2 separate regions of the Gossypium hirsutum genome follow, and region 1 is linked to region 2. A link is a contact called in public Hi-C data. All regions are on one chromosome and are shown on one strand. Each heading gives the region's core, a stretch centred on a gene start, on an enhancer-like site or on the middle of the called end of the contact. The rest is flanking DNA. Distances are from core to core; before and after follow the strand shown. Region 1 holds the start of LOC107963595 (dirigent protein 22). Region 2 holds the start of LOC107898581 (annexin D2).

Region 1 (7,164 bases), core at 4,192-6,691, 150 kb before region 2:
AATACTTTCTACAAATATGGTTACTTGTATTGACTACATACCATTTTGTTTCAAATTCAAAACTCGGCTAATACACATATACACACTAGTAAATCAAACACTAACATTTGCACTTCACCTTACTACCATTTCTCATCCAAATAACGTGAACAACAACCATATTTCTCTTCTACTTCCTACCATGGCCGAATGCATCAAAACACCATACCATTTCAATTTTGGTCATGGTTAAACAAAGAACTTAATGCCTAACTCAAAAATGCTAAAAAGAAAATTCAAAAGTCATCAATCCACCATCACATGTATCATTACAAAGCTTCACTTTTAGCATGCAAATGACATCAACATCAATCCACCTTAGCCGAATATCATCTCCATGACATAGCAAAGATTTGAACCATGGGCTAGGTAGAACTCAAGCTAACAACTAAAAGCATGCATGAATCTCATGGAACAACATCAAACATACCTTAACCTAGATACAAGTATGGCCGAACCTCTTCCTAATCCTCTTCCAAGCCGAACATGAAGTAAGAAAGCTCCTTCCTTCTTCCTTCCTCCTTAGAACTTTCGGCCAAAAAAGAATGTAAAAGGATGGTCATTTTTTTTTCTTTGTTTTCATCATTTTCCCTTCCATTATTTTATTACCATGCTCCTTATTTTATCATTCCTCCCATGAAACACCAACATAACATGTTTATGACATGTTTTGCCCATCACACTTTGTCCACCCTATTTGTCATGGCCGGCCACTACTAATTAGGGGGGAAATTGACATGCAAGTCCACCCTTTTTATTACATGCACTAATAGATCCTTATGTTTTGACCTATCACATTTCAAAAGTGTCACACATAAGTCCTATTGACTAAATTCACATGCAATTTACTAAATCGAAGCTTAAAACTTTCACACATTCATATTCACATATTTTAGACAATAAATATCATATTCAAATAATTTGGTGACTCGGTTTAGGGGTCCCAAAACCGCTTTCCGACTAGGGTCACTTTAGGGGTGTCACAATAAATCCCAAATTAAAAATCACATGCCACAGTTCAAATAAAACAATACAGCTTCCAAATAATACAAAAATTATAAATAGTAAGCCTAAAATACTTTTATAAAACTAAATCGAGTCTAGCCTTTCGATTGTCGAGTCGGCGTCCTAACCTTGTGGGTTATCTGTAAAGATGGAAATTAAAGGGGTGAGCTTAAAAAGCTCAGTGTGTGTCCAATCACAAGCAATCAGTGCAAAACAATAGATGAAGCATACATTATAATAGTTCTTAGAACAACCACATTTGTATAGCAAATCAAAATTCAACAGTTCATTTGAGCATGTTTTTGAATGTCAATGCAATGCAAGTATAACAAGAAAATTCCTACCCATACTCCGCTACATTCTACTGTAAGAGTTCCTTAGAACTCTTCCATCCCAACACTTTGTTTTGCGGATGAACCACTAATAATGTACAGATAAACTGCCAGTAAAAATTGCGGATGAACTACCAGTATTTTCAATTAAAAAGTTTGTAGATAATATGCCAATAGGTTGTGGATGAACAACTAGTTTTTGCAGGTCATTAAACTACCAATATTTCCTCCTTTTAATCGTCTCACCCCCATGCAATACAATATGACATGCTTGTATTAAAGGAGGAAGTTCTACTTGCGATTTATCCGCATATCTACTAGCAATTCATCTGCAAATCTACTGGCGATTCATCCGTAAAATATTATTTTGGTGTGTACGGATAGACGAGTTCTGGGGAACTCGTAACACCCTATCTCGGCCGGGTAGCTAAGCCCAAATATCAGGATGCCACACTACTGTCTCATGTCATCCTAATAGTAAATTGTCACATTATTAAGAAATCATCTTCTTTATCAGTGATCTTATAAATTTTTAGTCAAACATATATCAACCATCATTAAAACATGCCAAACATACTTTAAATAACCTTAAAATAATAATTAAACATGCATTAGGATCACTTAACAAAATTTTCAAGAAAACCATATAGGTATTGATACTAAAGTTTGCATCTTTTTGTCCATTGTTGATGATAGGTAAGTATTTTGAAATGCAAACTAAAGTGGAAAAATGGATTGAGGAGGTAAGTGATAACTGAAGTATATAAAATTGTAGATATTATATATATAATTTTATATATTTTTTACTTTTATTTATTTTTATAATTTTTTTATTTTTAATTTTTATATTTTTAAATATATTTAATGAAATATGTCAAATTTTGTCTTGCTGCATAATCTTAACATATTTTAAAAGAATTTTAAAAAATTCAAAATTCAAAAGATTTATTTAAAAAAAAAGTTATCCATGTCAATCACATGGATTACCATTATTGCCATATAGGCTATCAAATCAATGGGTTGTTTTTAATAGTTTGATCAAATTTTTCATTCAAAAAGTAATTCAATTAAAAGTTAAAAGTTAAAAGATTAAAGTGATAAAAAAATTTGAAAAACGTAATAAAATTTAAAATTCAAAATAAATCATAATAAAAAAAGGCAATTCAATTAAAATTTAAAATTCAAAATAAATCGTAACAATAGAAGGCTTTGAAAAACGCTCTCGATGTCTAGTGCTTCTCCTTCTCTTTCTCCGTCAGCCATGGTGGAGGATAAGGCTACTAGGAAGGTTCGTATAGATGTGACCAGTCTAGTATTGAGGAGGAGCAGGTAATGGTTATGGAGGATACGGAAACTCCCAAAGGACTTGAGGAAAAGCCTAATGAGAGACTGTTTTTCAAAGATATATTAGTTGGTTCTTTGAAATCATTGGGAAAGGTTGTGCAAGGAAGTGAGAAGAACCACTTGCAGTTACTGGAGAGTGATGTTTCCATTAGAACAGAAGATGGTTTACTTGTCGATAAGGTTCTCTGAGCGGGTTCACCAAGTTTTACACAAAAGTATGGCTAGAACTATTGTTGTCAAGTTATTGGGTCAGAAAATTGGAATTCAGACTCTGTCTAATAGAATTTATCGTCTCTAGAAACCCTCCACCCCCGTCAGTGTTATGGATTTAGAAAATGATTATTCTCTAGTGAAATTTCATTAGGAAGTAGATTATGTTAGGGCCCTTATGGAAGGACCATGGATGGTGTTTGGGCAATACCTAACGGTTTAACCATGGTCACAATATTTTTTTACTTCTTAGCCTTATCTGTCAAATGTGGTAGCTTGGACTCGTTTTCCGGTTATCCCGGGTTTCATGTACCGTAAGAGTATTTTAACAAAGATGGGTGAAATGGTAGTAAGTGTCATAAAACTGGATGATTAAATGGGTAGTGCACAAAGAAGCTGATTTGTTAGGATGGCTGTCATCCTGGACATTAATAAACCTATGATCTCTAAAATAAAAGTGGATGTGGACGTATTCAACGGGTTGAGTATGAATCACTTCCAAATGTTTGTTTTTCATGTGGATGCTACGGGCATTTGAAAGATATGTGTAATGCTGGATTGGGACAGGAAGAACAGAATGGTGAAGGAATACAATCTTCTGTGGTTATTGGAGAATCATCTTCAACAAATAGGGATGTTGAAAGTGGAAATTTTGCACCTTGGATGTTAGTTGATCGCCGGAGTAAGAGGACTGACCAGAAGTAGAATGTTGATCGGGAAGCGGGCGGATTCTTCGGGATCTAAATTCAATCTATTACAAATTTTAAGGAAAAATAATGAGAGAAATAGGGAATCTAATCCCATTAATTTTGCTAGCTTACAAGGAAAATAAATTTCCATGTATAATAATCCTTTGGGAGAGGATCTCCCATGCACAAAGCTGTTTTGAATTTGGGAGTGAATTTCTCCAGTTCGGGCTTGGGGCCTGTTTTGATTAATGGGTCTGGACTGAGCGTCAAAAATGGTGAAGTTGGTGTCCAAGCCGAGAAGCAATCCAAGACAATAGGCCCGAGTTTTTCTAGTCCTGTCTTGATGGAGACAGGTTCTTTTGCTGGGTCCTTGAATGAAGTCAGCCCTTTTGATGGTCTCCTCAAGCAAAGATGCGGGGGCACTCGAGTGATATTCTGTCGCAAGCGGTGGTGGAAGGAAATTCTGGTGTCTCTTCTGTTTCTTTAAAGCATTGTGGACGTCCCGTTTTGGTAGAAAAAGTAGGTGTTACTACCCTAAACCCAAATGACCACACAGTGGTTAAGTTTATTGAGAATAAAATCCCAATTCTACTACAGTTTCAGATGAAGTGGGTAACATTTTGAGGAAGTTGGAAAATCACCCTTCTGGGCGACACTCTTCGAAAATGGGTAAGAAGAAAAGTCTTAAAATTTCGACAAACCTGACGAAAGGAGAAGGGAGTAAATTTAAGTCTCGGGCACAGAATCGAATTCCTATAGCTAAAGCAGTGAATTTGGTGGTTAACAGACTTGATGATGGAGTTTCGAAAGAGGAGTTAGGCAGCAAGAATGAGGATAATTTTACAGTTAAAAATGTGTCCAATTTGGATGTTTGAAAAGGGATGGGTTCTTCTTTTATTTTTATATATTATGATGCCGAATTTATTTGTTTGGAACTGTCAAGGTTGCGCGAACCCGAAATTTGTGAGCGTCGTAAAAGATTATTTTTCTAAGTTTAGAGTTGATGTTGCTGCTTTCTTTGAGACTAATAATCATAATGCATGCAGCTCTGATCAGAATAACCAAGAAATTTGGTTCAGGCACTAACCAACCAACATAGATGTTGTCTCCTTAAATTATTTATTTTGATGCAATTCCTTCTAAAATTCCTAATGAATAATATGGCAAGACATTGTCTCCAAGCATCACCTGCAAACTTGAGATTGATGTTTGAAACAACATAGTGCATAATTAGCTATTTGAAAACAACAAAGACCATAATTAGCTATTAGTAAAAGGAGTATCGTTGCTTTTCCTCCGGGATATGTTATCGTAAAAGCATAAACATTCTTCAAAACACAGCAATCATGGGTAAATTCTTCTATACTATACTATACTAGAATTGCATTTTTAACTCTTCTACTGAAAATATGTACAAATTAGTCCATGCATGTTACATCGTTAAATTTTGGTGTTTATGTATAACATATAATTAGCTATTACTAAGGCCTTTTTGACCCTTTAGTCTTATTAATTTTAAAATTTTCTAATTTATTTCCAATAAAAGAGTTGGGTCAAATTGAATAAATGTGTAAAGATTGAGGGATAAATTTGTTATTATACCTTATATATAAACACAAAATTTTAACGGATGGTCTGTTCTGCTCACTTACCTTATGTACAAGGATTAATTTGTCCATTTTTTCAGTAGAGAGGCTAAAATGTAATTCATGGTATAGTAGATGAGGTTTTGTGATGCTTTTGCTGCAACCATGCTGCTACCTCCTATAAAAAGGCGAAATCTCCTTTTGATTGAAGAAAGAACATGACACTTTCCCATTGTGCAATCCTTAAAACAACCTCCTCATTCAAGAGCAATCCAAAATGGCCACTATCTTTTCGATTTACCTTCTCTTCACCCTCTATTACATTACCTTCTCAACCTTCTACAGCACTGTTAGTGGCATCTTTTGTGAGGAAATCAGTGAAGGTATAGCGATAAAGCGTGTAGAAAAGAGATCCCACCTCCACTTTTACTTCCATGTTGTCATTAGTGGGAAAAAACCCAGTGCTGTGAAAATTGCAGGGCCACCAAACAGCAGCGCCTATGGATTTGGAGCCACCATGATGATGGATGATGCATTGACAGAAGGGCCTGAAATCAGCTCAAAGCTGGTTGGAAGAGCTCAAGGGATGTATGCCCTTGCTGCACAAGAAGATGCTTCATTGCTAATGGTTATGAATTTAGCCTTCATTGAAGGAACTTACAATGGTAGCAGTATCAGTGTTGTTGGGAGGAATCCGGTTTTTGATGATGTGAGGGAAATGCCAATTGTTGGAGGTAGCGGGGTGTTTAGGTTTGGTAGGGGCTATGCATTGGCACATACAATTTGGTTTGATTATAATACTGGAGATGCTACTGTGGAGTACAATGTCTATGTAGCACATTATTAAGTTGAATTGACCATGTGACGTGAGCACTCATCTCTCATAGGTTATGTTTATTTGTTGCTTCTCCAATCTTTTATTGATTATTTATAAAATCAGAAAAGGTTGTTACATAATATATTCATTGTTGTTTTCTGCAAACTGTTGCCTGCCATCTTAATGCTTCCAGTTTCCGAAAATTTACATTTTTTTCTGGTAAAAAAACTTCAGTCCCTCTCAATTTTAGAATTAAGCAAATTGGTCTATTTAAAAAAAATTAAAGTAATTTAATCTCTATCAATTGTACATGATTTTAATTGGTATAATAATAAATTTAGCTATTAAAGTTTACACATTATGTCAATTTGGTCTTAATTTAACAAATTTATCTTGCAACAATTGTGTAAACATATAAATATTCAGGCTGAATTTGTTTATTTTTTTAGAATTAATGTTAAAATGACAAAATATATAAATATTGAAAGCTAAATTTGTTACTATACCAATCCAAATTATATACAATTGATGCAAGACATTAACACCGTGATTAATTATCTTTTGTTACTCAATTTCGGAATTGACAAGGATTAAATTACTTCAATTTTTTTGAGAGGGACTAATTTGCTCAATTTCAAAATTGAGAGTGACTAGAAGTTTTTTTTTAATTGGTACCATTGAAGATTTAAGCATGAAAAAGAATCTTGTCTTGATTAGAAGGGAAAGAAATCTATGTTAGTTAAACTCGAGTGCAAGTGTAATGTGGGTATGCATTCGATAGTGGTATGGTTAAATTTTTAAACATTTTCAATATATTTAGAGGATTTTTAAAGTTCATATTCTCATTATTTGCACCCTTAAGTTGAAGAAAAAAAATATTTGGAGGAATAAAGAAACAGTAATGCTGACACAATTTCTTTATGGCAGGCTTAATATTTGCAACCTCTCCAACCTGGCCTAGACGTTAGACTCGAATTCATGAGATTACATCGGCCACCGAAATAGCCTAGAAAAATCGCAATTTTACAAAACAATCATATTTAAACTTTCGTTATCTCTAGAAGAAAATTTTAATTAATTTCTAATTCAATCAATATTTCAAAATTTATTTATAATCTAGCAGCAGAAAAGTGATATTTTCA
Region 2 (6,319 bases), core at 536-3,035:
AAGTATCTTTGCCTCCGACCTTGCCAGTGTCATGTTCACCTCCTCTCCCTGGTATCGGAATGCACTAACAAGTGGATCCAAAAGCTGCACCAGCATTTAATCAGTTAACATGTCAAAGAAAAAAATAAAAGGGGGGAAAAACCCGAATTGCACATGGCAAAGAAACTTAAGACCGAACCTTGCGGTAGCCTCCCTTGGTATGGTGTGCAACATCTTCTTCAAGGGATTTCTTGTAAAGATCGTGATACGCCTTCCTCACATTGAACAGTTCATGTGAAGACCTAGTGCAAGCAATTTCCATGAGAACCCAATGGCTTGATGTGAACCTCTTTGTAGCTTCATGAGCCAGAAATGCATCACGCTCTGCAGGGTCCAAAGTAAACAGCACCACAGCTCGCTGTCGAGTTTCAAAAGGGGAACAAAAGTACCCAAGTCAAAATAATCATACTCATCTCACTTTCTAGTGAACTACAAAGACTGCACGCCAAAGCCAAACATCATCATACTTATTCCATATTAGATAACTCGGCCATGTAAAATGTTGTGATATCATCAACCAGATTAAGAAAAATGAAAGTCAAAACCTCACCTCAAAGTCACTTGAAAGTTCCTCATCCAAAGACTTAAGGAGATCTTCCCCATAAGCTTCACGATAAGTTTTACGAATCAAATTGCGCTGAGCTGCATTCCTGTGAGCCAATATGTCGATAATCAATTGCTCATTTGTACCCCATCCTGCAAAACACCAGCAAAAATTAATGTGAGTAATCAATTTTTACACCCAAAATAGCACAAATCTAAACATTATTTCATACCCATAAATGATGGTCTTGCAGCAAACAAAAGCTAGATTACTATACAAGATCCCAATGATTTGTTTCGCAAAGGTGAATCTGATGAAACTAGGAATATAATCCAAGTCCCAAGTACCCTTCTAACCTTACTTCAAATCAAGCCAAAATTCATTCAGAAATGTTTGGTTCAACAATCCCCTTCCCATGTAATCCCAAAATTACAATGGTCATTCAAAGTGCAGAGATGGTGATAAAATACAGTCAGTTTAAGAAAACAACAGTTATCAGATCAGATCAGAAAATACATTATCAGAGTTCAGTCAAATTTCATTCTTAGAATTTTTTTAAAAAAAAAAAGATCCCTTTGAATAAGAAGAAAAAAAAAACCCTTTAGTCTCATCAAATCACATCACCTACTTCCAGAAATCATAACACAAAAGACAGATAACAAAACATGAAAGATGAAACCAGGAAAGAAGAGAGCCGATCAGTCAAAGTAAATAAAACCCATGATCCAAAACAATGTATCAGGTCAACAACAACAAATCAAGTAAAAGGGAGCATCTTCACTTTTTAAAAGAAAAAAAAAGAGAGACGGATCAAATATCCATTTTAGAAAAGATAAAGAAAGACCTTCAAAAGCTTTACGAAGTTGCTCAGCATCCTCAGAAGGGGCAGGTACATGAGCTGGAACCTTAAGGGTTGCCATTTTCACTGTATTTTTTCTTTTCTTTTTTGTGAAGAATAGCAGACGATGGTGATGAGGAAAATTGGCTAAGGTACTTTATATAGTGCATAGAAAATAATTTTATTGGCAAAAAATAAAGTACTAATCACATGGAAATTTCCGCCATTCTTTTCAACTTTCATCACTTTTGAGGCAATAATACGTAACGACAGAACAAGATATTATTGTAATAGAGCGATGGTTCTTACCTGTGATCATAAAACAGTAGACGTGTTGGAGGATTGTTGGGTGTTAAAGCCAAACTGCTCACGTTTTCAAACGTTCACATCTGATAATGTAATCGTCACCAAACTTCATTTAAATTCTAAATTTTAAAATATTTCAATCTAATCCTCAATTTAGGTGTTTAATAGCAATTCGAATATAATGTCAAACATACTTAAAATACGTTTGAGTTAAATTGTAAAGTATATGTACCCATCACATGAATAGCATGAATCTAATATATTAAAGTAGACAACATCAACAAAATTTAAGAGAGCTATTTTTTCTTTAACATGTAAATTCTAAATTATTCATCTAATAGGTATATACTTGCTAACAATTTTATCATATGTATGCTCCATGTTGAGTTTAAGATGATATTAAATGACAAACTTAATGAAAGGGAATTTTTGTAATATTAATATTTTTAAAATTTAATTAAAATATTTTAAAAACTAGATCATAGATTAAACTCTTTAAAATTCTAAACATTTCTATACAACTCACTATATAAGAATAATTAACTTATTAAGTAAACTATTAAAACAGTTATTTTTGTTTCTTTAAATTATATTTTTATTATTTATATTTAAAATGTTACGTTTTAGTCATTTACATTAACGTGTTGTAACATTTTAGACACTAAACCGTTAATTATCATTAACGGTGTAACGGTAAGCTGATGTGGCACTTTAAATCATCATTTCAAACAAAAATTTTAAGTTAAATTAAACAATTGATTCCCATATATTTTTTTTGTTTTTGAGCACAAAAAATTATTTTATGTTTTTTATTTTTCATTCTCTTCTGCTTCTCCTTCTATTTTCCTCCATTCTTCATCTCCTTTAACATAAAAGGAAAAAAATTAAATTGCTCAAAACGGAAAAAATATAAAGACCAATTGTATAATTTAACCTAAAATTTTCGTTTCAAATGATAATTTAATGTGCCACCTCAGCTTATTGTTACACTGTTAACGGAAATTAATGCTCGATGACTAAAATGTTACAACACAATAACGTAAATGACTAAAATATAATATTTCAAATATAAATAACTAAAATATAACATGAGAGAAATAAAAATGATTATTTTAATAATTTACCCAACGCATTTATTGTCTTTAATAAAAATAAAAGAAAAATGTTAGTCAACATCCGGATTTGTGTTTAAGAATCAATTTAAAAATTAGTCTTTTTATTTTTCAATTTTCAAAATTAAGGTCTAATATTAACATTGTTAAATTATTTTGGTTAAATTTGTTGATGACATTTTAAAATTAAAAAAAATCACTTTGTAGCAATATAATTAAAAGAATGACGTTGTAATGAATTTAAATAATTTTAACAATTATCTTAAATTTTGAAATCTAAAAAGTAAAAAGACTAAATTCTTAGAAATAAAAGTATAATGATTAAATTCTAAACTTATAAAAAACACAAGAACTTATGACATATTTTAACCTTTAAAAATATCATTATTTTTTTAATTCTACAAATAAAATTTAAAAAATATAATATAAATCTTTTATATTAAATGAAAATGGGAAAATTTTAATTTCGTGAATTGTATAATGATTAAAATTTATAAAATAATATATCAATATATTATTATTTTTAGTAAAATAAAACTTTGATGTTTAAATCACATAAATATTAGAATTTTAATTGAATGATTTGAATGAAATCCTAATTTAGATGCTAGATACAGTACACTTATTCGTCAATCGAATGTTTGGTGTAATAATAAACATTTTATTAACATATTATTTTTTTTATACAATACTAAAAATCGAAGATGGGGATCAGCTCATGTATTTTAAATATTATTATTCCTTTGCTACTTCATCTTCCTATACTTACTCCCCTCCATTAGTCATTTGTGAAATGGTTAGCAGCGTGGCCCATGTGCTACATCATCTACAAACAGGACAACTGGTTCTGGTAGCTGAAACCCTTTTTCTTTTTAGTTATTAATTAAATGGATTAATTATATTTTAATCCTTCAACTTACCCACTTTTTTTTCATTTTCTTCTGGAAAATGTTATTTTTTTTATATTTTAAGTAAAAATATTCAATTTCCTTTACTTAAATCAACTTGAAATTGTTAACCAAGTTGATGATAGTATCTTGTAATATTAGTAATCTTATACTCTAAGCATATATAAAGTATAAAGAATTTAAATAGAAAATTATTTATAACTTAGGCTCCGTTTGTTTGCTAGTAAAATATTTTTCGAAAAATGATTTCTGGAAAATGATTTACTTTTCTGAAAATGATTTATTTTTCTGGTGTTTGGATGAATCTGTGTAAAATATTTTCTGTTGTTTGGTAAATTTCCTAAAAATATTTTCTGGAAAAGCTATTTTTACATTATTAATTAATAAATTTATATTTTAAATTATTTTTACATATATTGCAATGATTTATTTATAAATAAATAAATCAAATTAAATATATAATAATACTTAATTATTAAGCTAGAATATTGACTGTCATAAATTGAAATCAACCAAAGTTTGGAGAGTAACACGATGATTGGAGAGTAAAATGTTAAATTGTTTAAAACATATAAAAAATAGAACTGGTTCAACGATTACCACCCTAAAATGAAAAATGGGTCAAAAGTGGAACAATATATTACACAAATTACATACATATATATATAGTTCAAATTAACTACAACAAGAGAAACTATTGTATCAATAGACTTCATTTTTTTTTCTTCTTGTCCTTTTCTTGTATCTGTATAAACCCCTCGAAGAAGAACTAGCAATGGAGGCCTCATGAATTGCAGTCAAAATTTGGTATATATAAATGGGGAACATGATGCAAGCGAGGGAAAAGGGAGCTAATCAACTGCTGCTTTGTTTTTACGAGCAGATTTTGGCTTTGGCAATAATAGGCTGCTAAAGGAGTAAAATGACTGACGATATTTTAAAAGAGTTTGATAGCAAGAAAATAACAAGTTATTGTGTTTTAGCTGCTATTAGTTCCTAATTCCCTTGTTAGCAAAAATTTCACAAGTCTTATACACGATTCACTACTTACGTAACTATCTACCAATGACCAGCTAAAAGCAAGACGTTCACAATATAGAATGAAAAATGGGCCAGGGCTGCAACACACACACACAAAGAAAGTTTATTCCAGTTTACTGCCACAATTATTTTTAAGTATAAGAGCAATCATTTTCAACTTCCATAAAAATGGATATTCCAAAAGCTGCAAAGAAAACCCATAAATAAGATCTAACAAAAAAAGAAAACCAAAGATTCAAGGGTGATGATGATGATTATGATGGAGAACAAGGCAAACCCATCTGATCCTTATAAAGATTATCGTTGAATATATCTTCAAGAGACCATTGAAACACAATATCAATGAAACCCATATCTTTTCTAATATATTAAGCAACACCTGACACGTTTATTTCATCATGCTTTGAACAACAATAAACAACCATAAGGCGGTATATTAAATCAACAGATCTTTCAACAGCTAGAAATTTCATCAAAATTCCATCACTCATACCAGCATAAAGATCCAACAAAACAACCAAGGAAGAAAATGTAAAGAACTCGCTACCATTTATTTAATTAAGTAAATAGCATATGCAATTGTTGCATTTTTAGCAAGTTTAAAACATCTTTAAACAGGGAAATTAAATACTAAAATTTCAGCATTTGGACAGAAACCAATGTTTGGCATTTAACCTCCCATAATTCCCCATTATTTCAACCAGTAGTAGTTCATCTCCTTGACAAATTTAAGTAGATTCAGTGCAGCAATTTCATACTTAAAATTGAGCATTCTTAACAACTATTATCAATAATTAACATTTTTTTATTCTGAACAGCACATTCATTTTAATAAAGCATAAAAAAAAAGCTTAATAATGCAAAACCCAGAAACAAACAGAGCATTAGAGTTCATTTGACAAACTAGCTAAAAAAAAAGGGTCAAATTTTAGCACACAAATAATTTTTCTATGAACTAGATCAGGTCTGTAATGCAAAATTAAGCAAAAATTCAAAAAAAAATCATATTAAAGAAAACTTAAACAGATCAAAAGTAGAGAAGAAAAAGAAATGAATAAAAGAGTACTTTGAAAGACAGTAGCTTTAAGCATTATTGACAGCCAATCTTACTGAACAGATGAAGGGATGAATAAAAGAGTACTTAAATAGGTCCTCCTGGATGAGCCAATCTGTAAACATAATTACAACTTAAAAAAACATAAAAAAAGGAAGAAGAAAAAGATTCTTAAACAAAATAACTTTTACAAAATGGATGAAGAAGGGAACTGGATGAAGAACGGAAGAATGAGAAAATCTTACCATTTTTTGGAAAATCTTACAGAACGGATGAAGAGCGAATGGTGAGAGTGGAGGAAGATTTTCCAAAAAATGTCTTACCGATTAAAAATCTGTAAGACATTTTCCCTAAAAAACTCATATAATTTACCGTGTTTTGGAAAATCTTTTAATCATGTAATTTAATTTCAAGCAACCATAAAATCAGAAAAATATTTTTCGGAAATTCAAATCCTTGCAAACAAATGCACCCTTA

The links. Hi-C and Micro-C count contacts between places; a contact is called where the count stands out from the background.
Region 1: a Hi-C map of leaf shows a contact between it and region 2, with 1.9 times the contacts expected there. The contact joins the promoter of LOC107963595 here to the promoter of LOC107898581 in region 2. A contact is called at or near these places in 5 of 34 Hi-C or Micro-C datasets (callus, fibers and leaf).

What each region holds. Positions count from the first base shown.
Region 1 is chrA11:47,260,037-47,267,200 of Gossypium_hirsutum_v2.1, reverse strand. LOC107963595 (dirigent protein 22) reads left to right here and starts at 5,441. Exons shown (of 1, transcript XM_016900045.2): 1 at 5,441-6,111. The coding sequence starts at 5,483. The coding sequence ends at 6,052. It overlaps LOC121209875, which reads left to right and starts at 3,895. Exons shown (of 2, transcript XM_041081732.1): 1 at 3,895-4,085; 2 at 4,217-4,635. The coding sequence starts at 4,031. The coding sequence ends at 4,494.
Region 2 is chrA11:47,109,775-47,116,093 of Gossypium_hirsutum_v2.1, reverse strand. It overlaps LOC107898581 (annexin D2), which reads right to left and starts at 1,785. Exons shown (of 5, transcript XM_016824087.2): 1 at 1,428-1,785; 2 at 590-735; 3 at 179-397; 4 at 1-84. The coding sequence starts at 1,503. It overlaps LOC107898573 (a long non-coding RNA gene), which reads right to left. Exons shown (of 2, transcript XR_001684450.2): 1 at 6,088-6,319; 2 at 4,299-5,957.